Linked DNA regions of Mus musculus: region 2 is linked to region 1. The links are chromatin contacts, called in public promoter capture Hi-C maps. All regions are on one chromosome and are shown on one strand. The core of a region is the stretch at or near the end of the contact, and the rest is flanking DNA. Distances in the headings are between cores, read along the strand shown.

Evidence for each region. Capture Hi-C pulls out chosen DNA fragments and counts their contacts.
Region 2: a promoter capture Hi-C map of liver shows a contact between it and region 1. The contact joins two enhancer-like sites. A contact is called at or near these places in 1 of 484 Hi-C or Micro-C datasets (cerebral cortex) and 2 of 9 other capture datasets (adipose tissue and liver).

The regions. Positions count from the first base shown.
Region 1 is chr3:121,445,355-121,449,509 of GRCm38.p6, reverse strand. The region is part of intron 1 of Cnn3 (calponin 3, acidic); the gene reads right to left. Among named protein-coding and RNA genes, the nearest start is that of Cnn3, 21 kb to the right of the region's middle. Within about 2 kb of position 1,364, at least 75 of the 459 cell types and tissues checked have an H3K27ac peak or open chromatin away from gene starts, as enhancers often do. A contact at or near this core is called in liver, where this site is marked.
Region 2 is chr3:121,705,498-121,709,618 of GRCm38.p6, reverse strand. No RefSeq gene overlaps it. Among named protein-coding and RNA genes, the nearest start is that of F3, 16 kb to the left of the region's middle. Within about 2 kb of position 2,313, at least 39 of the 459 cell types and tissues checked have an H3K27ac peak or open chromatin away from gene starts, as enhancers often do. A contact at or near this core is called in liver, where this site is marked.

The sequences.
Region 1 (4,155 bases), core at 115-2,614:
CTAGGGGTTTACCAAAGTTCTGGGATCCGCCTTTTATTACAGCAATTGCATTCATTACATTGTATGCGAGTGTGCAGGCACACAAACACAATACGTATACTTTTAAACATACATTTTTAAAAACAGTTCTCAGGACTTAAAAAAACTACCTTTGAATTTCACAACAATACCATAAACCTAACCCCCATCCCCCCTTTTTTTTTTCTTTTGTTTTTTTTTTTTTTTTGAGACAGGGTTTCTCTGTGTATCCATTGCTGTCCTGGAACTCACTCTGTAGACCAGGCTGGCCTCGAACTCAGAAATCCGCCTGCCTCTGCCTCCCGAGTGCTGGGATTAAAAGGCCTGTGCCACCACTGCCCAGCCACTCTAAACTTTTAAAAAAGTGGAACAAATATTTTAAAACGGCATGCAGCACACCTTTAATCCCAGCTCAGTAGGCAGAGGCAAGTGGATCTTGGGAGACTGAGGCCAGTCTGGTCTACAGAGTGAGTTCCAGAACAGCCAGGGCTGGCAGCTGGAGGCGAGGCGAGATCATGTACTCTTGCCTTTTCATTCAGCACAGCTAAAAATGCCAAGCAGACACACTTAGGCTGAGCCCAGGGGCTAGATAGGAGCTTGGGCATCAATTACTAAACTGTCAGAAATGGAAATGAAGAGCGGGGATGTCTGCTCGCCATAAAACATAATTAGGCTTAATTACTGAGCCAGGCACATCACTACATTGCTCAGGGGGAGGTCCCTGGAGTTCAGGTCTAACTAGCCTGGCAGGACACAAGCACAGCTACGGAGGAGGGCTTGAGGCTGCATGTGTGTCGTGGGTCATCAGGGCCAGTGTGGACAGGTAAGAAGCTGGCGAGCTTATGTCTAACAACGAAGGTCAGCAGAGTCTTAAAAAGAAATGAGCTCAACTGACCACACTTGACTGTGGTTCCTCTTCAGTAGACAGGACACGACAATGGCCGCTTTTCATGTCTTCCCTCAAGGTGAACAAAGATGTCATTTCTCACGTCAAATAAACGAAAGAGTCACACTCCTCTTGTAGGCTCATGAAAGCTTTCAGATAGCCCCGGAAAAGTGTCAGAGCTGCTGGCGCTGGCAGGTGCCTCCCCTCCCCCATCACCAAGGGGCGGCTCCGCTGAAGTAAACATGATTTCAGGGATTACTGTGTCCCCTTCACACTCCATTACCCATAATTAGAGAAACGGGAATGGATAATGGATAATTTACTTCAGCTGTGTGTTTGCTTAACCAGGATTACAAAAGGAAACCCAACAGGTTTCTATTGTGAGACAGCACTTCAGAGTTTCGGATCAAATCCAGCCTGGAGGCGAGTTCATACCACAGTGTAAGGTACACCCGTGCGCAGCAAGGTCCCTGCTCTTGTACCCTCAGTCCTTGGGAAGGTCTCCTTTTATTCCATACCAGCGAGGGTCACTCTGGGCTGAGTGGGGAGCAGGAAGTATGGATAGTGACGACTCTGGGAGGGACAAGAAGGAAGCAGCAACTACTCGCCTACTCAGATAATCTGTCTCCTCCAACACAGCAAGCGGGTCCATTTCTGTATGACACCTCTCTGCCCTCGCTGTCTTCACTAGGAGCCTAACTTCTGATCCAGTCAGTTCCTGTCTGCACAGCAGCAAGACTGACTTCAAGCAAGACTGACTGAGTTCACTAAGTTCCTTCTAGTTGTCTACAACTAGAACCATCAAGATCTGCAGACTCGGGGCTGGAGTGATTGGCTCAGCAGTTAAGACCACCGGCTGCTCTTCCAGAGGTTCTGAGTTCAATTCCTAGCAACCCCATGGTGGCTCACAACCATCTGTAATGTGAACTGATGCCCTCCTCTGGTGCGTCTGAGGACAGCTACAGTGTACTAATATACATAAAAATTAATAAATCTTAAAAAAAAATAGCCGGGCGTGGTGGCGCACGCCTTTAATCCCAGCACTTGGGAGGCAGAGGCAGGTGGATTTCTGAGTTCGAGGCCAGCCTGGTCTACAGAGTGAGTTCCAGAACAGCCAGGGCTATACAGAGAAAACTTGTCTCGAAAATCAAAAACAAAACAAAACAAAACAAAACAAAACAAAACAAAACAACCCTGCAGACACATGGTGACAGCCATATACTGGGGTAAAACACTCATACACATTAAAAATTACATCTAAAATAAATAAATAAATAAATAAGTGTTGCGAAGTTGCGATCCCAGCTCAAGACGACAGAGGCAAGTGGAGTTAGGTGACATAAAGCCAATGTGAGCTACATGGTGGGATGCAGGTGGAAAATATCCTTTTGCTTTTTCAAATATAGAGATGAATCTGTTACAGGGGATATTCTTTGCAGGACTGTGGGGATAGCTTTTAAAAATCATCTTTTATTAGTATGTGTGTGTATGCATGATGTGGGGGGGGGGGTGTTGTCAGACAACAATTCAGAATTCTCTCCTTCCCCCTTGGTTTTGAGGCAGGGTCTCTCTTGTTTCTATAGATAGTACAGAGGTCAAGTGGAGCTGCCCTGTAACACAGGGACAGCCTCACCTAGATACCGCAGAATATTTTTAACAGCCAAACACCAGGTATGAAATACCTCTTTTTACTGATATAGAAACCATACACACACACACACACACACACACACACACCCAGACATTATAGGTTATTGCCAGTCTTCTTGGCTACCCCCTAAAATTTGATGCTAAGCCCTAAAGACGCAACATAGAACATGGGGTAAGTCATAGAACACGGAAGAATCAAGCTGGCACTGACTGGAAGTCAGTCTCCTACTGGGAGAGAAAAGCAAACAGCAGCAAACAACCCTGAAAGCAACCGGCCTGGCAGGATATGACCACTGGTGAAACAGAACGGAGGCTGTAAGACTAAGCAAGCCCTCTCTGATTGGACTTAAGGCTCACTCCACACAACGTTACTCATGACTTGACAAGTCAAAACCCCCGGCTGCCTAAGTCAGAGATAAGAATCCCCCCCCCCCCCCCCCCCCCGCTAAATCTTCCTCGGCTGAATGAACACAGTAACACCCTAAGTTCCTAATAACATAGATAAACGCAGTCCCACCCTCAGAGAGATGCTTCTTTTTGCGCTTGGGACAGAGACCCACAACTGGTCAACGTGCACAGAATGAGAGTAAGTTGTAGAAGTGAAGGTAAGGAGACGCCCGCAGCAAAGCAGTTGCCTGGCAATGACAGGGTTATTGCACAGCTCAGGTGTCCCCGTGCTCAGGACTTGCCAAAATCCCAGCACGGAAGGCTTCATTCATGATGCCCCACTCCTAGTTACTGGCAAATGACAGATCCTGGCAAAATAAGAGTCATCTTCAGGGATGTGACCCCGGAGAGGCTCTACCAGGTGACCCTATACCCATGCCATTCAGACAGCACCAAGTGGACTCCTGGGTTTAAAAATAAAGCACGTGGGGCTGGGAGGGAAAGTGGTGGGCAGATGGGTGATGGACTTGATCAAAGCATAGCACAAATAAGAAAAAAACAAAACAAAAACACTTTAGCCAATACAATTTATTCACTATTGTTAACTTAAAAGCTTTATTAATTTTTGAACATAGGCTGAAATGACATTTTCTTCCTTATTGCCAAGCAAAAATAAAAAGCCAAACTAAAACAACCCAAAAAAACAATAACCCTAATGTTAGAATAAAGATACAGCCTACAGAAAGGAGGAAAAAAACCTTTGCTAGGTCAGGTGTGCTGGGGCATGGCTTTCGGCCCAGCACTTGAAAGGTAGAGATAAATGGATCCCTTGATGTCAAGGGCAACCTGGAGAGTTCTAGGCTCAAAAAAAAAAATCACAGTTAAGGGTATTAATATCTACACTATATAAATAGAATATATGAAGAACTTCAAATAAGTGAAACATCCAACATCATCCAATCTATAAACAGGCCAGGAAACAGGTCTAAGAGAAATATAAGCGGTCAATGTCTCAACAACCTCAGACATCAGGGAGACCCAATGAAAAGTGCTTTGAAATCCCACATCACTCCAGTTAGAGTAGCTGCCACCCGGAAAACAACTGATGACATATGACAAGAGGCAGGGGAAGGGAACCTTTTATACACGCTAAGGCCGGAGGTGTGGACTCCAGAGCCACTGGGAAATAAATCCAAAGCCGAAAGCAGAACTAA
Region 2 (4,121 bases), core at 1,064-3,563, 260 kb before region 1:
TTTCCTGACGACTTTGCTTTCTTTCTAACCCTGGAGGCAGCCATGGGTATCCGAGTTATCACTCATGCCATGCCTGTCATCTAAGTCATTTGCTCCTCAGCCACGGATGCCAGTGTGAATTCAAATCTAGACGCAGGGCAAGGACCTGAAAGGACCCGGCAAACAACTCATGGCTGCAGATTTCAGCTGGCGAGACTCAGTGGGAACAGTATGGGTTTTTGAGACAGACACCCCAAAATTCAAATCCCAATTTTGCATGTCCCGAGATAACCTTGGAGGAATTGCTTCTGTAATTAAACCTTAGGGTTTTTGTTGTTTGTTATTGTTTCCTGCTTTGCATTGTGCCAAGCACAATGGATGATGGGCATCTGGAACCTCATGGGTGAAAAGTGCTGTTAGCATGCTGGCCCAGCATGTCCCGAACATGAGACATGGACAGGTCCCATCTTAGAAGTAGGAAATATGGCTTTGGCTGCCAGCTCATAGCTATGAGCTAACTTAAATTGGGGGGGGGGGGATCCTCAGGAGGGAAGAGTCACGTTTGCTCTGTAGAATAAATCATTACTGGCTCATTCTGCCCACATCTGTACCGGTAGCAATTGTAAGCATTTCATTCTTATGCTTTTTTTTTTATCTCTCCAAAATACTGTTGCAAAGTAGTTGTGTTTCATTTCTCACCTCATCCATGTTATAAGATTTTCACAACTCTAAATCAGAACATCTATTGCTATGCAAAAGATAAGGTATGAGTTTCAAAATAAGTAACTAATTAAATGAGTCAAAGCAGCACTTAAAACACACACACACACACACACACACACACACACACACACACACGCTAGCCAACTCTGTGGTCATCACCTGCTTACTCCAGGGTCTGTGTTAAAGGTGGAGACAAGCCAGAGGCTCTCAGAGGTACATTTAGTTTCTTCATCTACATTCGAAATTCTCTTCTTGTTCTGTTTTGATTTTTAAAAATACTTTTCTTTTCGGAGGTAAGAATTCATATAGCCTAGGTTGGCTTCTAACTGACTATGTAACTAAGGCTGGCCTTCAACTCCTGATCCTCCTTCCTCAGCCTCTCAAGTGTTGGGATTTCAATTATGCTCCATCACAAAAAACTTTGATTATTTTTAAAACTTGAAGTAAAATTTCTCCCCAACATAATTATTTTCTAGAAAGAAAGAAAGAAAGAAAAAGAAAAGATCCTTCTCTCTACCTCCCAGACTGAGTTCCTTGAGCACAGATATCCCTATATATTCATCACTAGTGTGTACCTCCAGCAGTTAGAACAGGGCTTGATATATGGCAGATGCTCAACATGTTGAGTGTATAAGGAGGGACTTATTGCTAGGCTCGAGCTTGAGTGCCCTGGAGGTGAAGGATAGACACTGTGCTCTAACTAGACAAAGTGCATGGTTCCTGGGACCAGGGACCAGGGACCCATAGCTGTGGGTCTAGATTTATGTGAACTCACAGGTGTCTGTCTGAACTCTGAACTGATCAGATAAATTGCAGTCATTAGGAAAAAAACAAAGAAAAGATCTGTCACAAACTAACCTTGAATGACAAGGAACATGGCTATGAGAGACAGAGTTATTGTTTCAATAAATATTCTTTTTTATCCAATTTATTTTTACTTTATGTACATTGGTGATTTGGCTGCATGTATGTAGGTGTGAGGGTGTTGGATCCCCTGGAAGAGTTGTGAGCTGCCATGTGGGTGTTGGGAATTGAGCCCAGGTCCTCTGAAAGAGTAGCTAATGCTCTTAACCTCTGCAGCATCTCTTCATCTCATAGTAAATATTCTTATTTTACAATGACATAATCTGTTATAGATGTAGTAAAGTCTGACTAGGTATATACATAAAGGTGAGATATATTTTTAAAATATTGAAAATTATAACACATTGTAAACTACCCCTTAAAACATGCAAATTACTTAAAATTTATTAAACATTATTTATTAACCTTTATTTTTTGCTATAAAAAATACTATGAGCAGAAGCAACTTATAGACAAACGCTCAATTTGGTTTATGGTCACAGACCAGTCAATAATGGGGGTGTCAGCACATAGCTGGAGCAGAAAAAGGAGAGACGATTATCGTCACCGCAGAGAAACAAAGAGAAATGGTAGGAGGCTATAAAGTTGCCGAGAGCATCTCAGTGATGGACTTTCTCCAGCAAGACTCCGCCTCCTAAAGTCCCATAACCTCCCCAAACATCTCCAGACTCAGAATCCTCACCTCTGCCCTACTGGGAAACAGCCTTAGATGGAGTTTCCAACTCAACCAACCTTTGTTGCTCCAACACTGCGTGCTCCAAGCATTGTGCAAAGTGGTGGCCAGAGTTCACAACAAGGGCTTCTCTGACCACAGGATTTAGACTGAGCATAAAGGATGGACTTGTGGCAAAAGAAAGAGGTCCTGTGTTCATCATAAATGTGTTACTCCTCTGTGACCACAGGCAAGGCATTTATCTTCTCAGGATTTCTGTTCCTCCCTTTCAGAAAGAAACTATGGATCAGGTGTCCCTGTGGCTAGTTCTGCCTCTTGATTCTCTATTTCTTCACAGTTGTGCTTTATGGGGAGTGAAGAGTGGACCCTTCTTAATGAACACTCAGTATGTCTGAGCTGGATTTTAACACAAGGCTTTAATATGAAGATGATGTATGTATCATATGAGTCTGAAATAGGGGGAAATTAAATTAAATCTACAGGTGACTCTGAAAAATTGGAAATGAGCTTTCAAAGGAGCCATGTCATGGCCTATGGTGATATTACTGGAAGAATGCGACTTCCTCTGTCGCTATTTAGAGCATAAGAAAGAGCTCATTTGAGCAGTGTAGGAAATAAAAGGTCCATTGTGAGTGGCTGAAGAGGTTTATCCGGATGTCTGTAGTCAACTCAGACATTCACAGTCATTCTTTGCCCAATGAACACACAATGTAGTCACATTGATGTGTTTTATTAACGTTCCTATTTCTAGCGGGAAGATCTACTCAAATGACATCATAGTTCTTAATCTCCAAATGGAATCTTCATGTCGCCCGTTTTAAAAGAGAGCCAAAACCCAAGATAAATTTGATACTGATTGTCTCCCCTTGAGAGCTACATTTCATTACTTTAAACAAATCCAATACAAGGTGTCCAGCCTTTGGAGTTAGCAAAGTCTTCCTTTCTCTAGGCTCCTGTAGTGTTCCTGTGCTCGGTTCCTGGTATCTGCCCTGTGGATATCTTGCACGTATAAGAAAGCTAGTGCATTACTGTGGTGAAGCCTTGGGCTCCTGGCCAGAGCTGGATTTCAGATTCTGGTCCTGTTATTCACAGCCCTGTCACTTTGCCAAGTGCTAACTTCTTTTAAGTCCACTTTCCAAATTTGTAAAAGACGACACCTCTTCCTACCTCATAGAGTCATTGTGAAAAATCTCATTCTTCAAGTGTATTAAAATATACAGTAATTAGTAAAGTCAAAACGACAGAAAACGTTAGCTTGAATTGTTGGTAGTTATGAGCTAGAAAGAGAGCATTTCATTTCTGCTCCCTCCCTGCAATCCACACAGCAGGGCTATGGCTTTCGTCAGTGAGCTTTAAGCCTGAAAATCAGCTGTCTGGAGCAAAGGATGCTTCTGGACCACAGCATGAATGTTCGTTCCACCTGAGATGATGTGAATGAGTATCCTGATGTCCTGTTAGCCACACGCCATAGACTGCTATTTCATATTGTTGTGATGTGCTTACGTAGTCAGGAAGAAACAGTGAAAAGAAATACTCAGCCAAAAAGAGACAAGAGGAGGAATTTCAAAAATTAAATTCCCAGCTTTGTCTTTAAAAAAAAATCGCTATCATCTCATGTGTTTGTTTGTACAGACAGTAGCTTGCTCTTTATGAAATGTTTAAAATCTTTGAGGGTACCCATGTGTATACACATACAACTTCTTCAAAGCCTTGCTAAGATGTTAAACATAAACACCCTCAATATAGGCATAGTCTCAAAGTCTTTTCAAACCAGTGAATACAAACACTATTCCATGTTCTTCCCAGGATCCCCCTACCAAATGAACATTCTCATTCTCTCTCTCTCTCTCTCTCTCTCTCTCTCTCATTCTCTCTCTCTCTC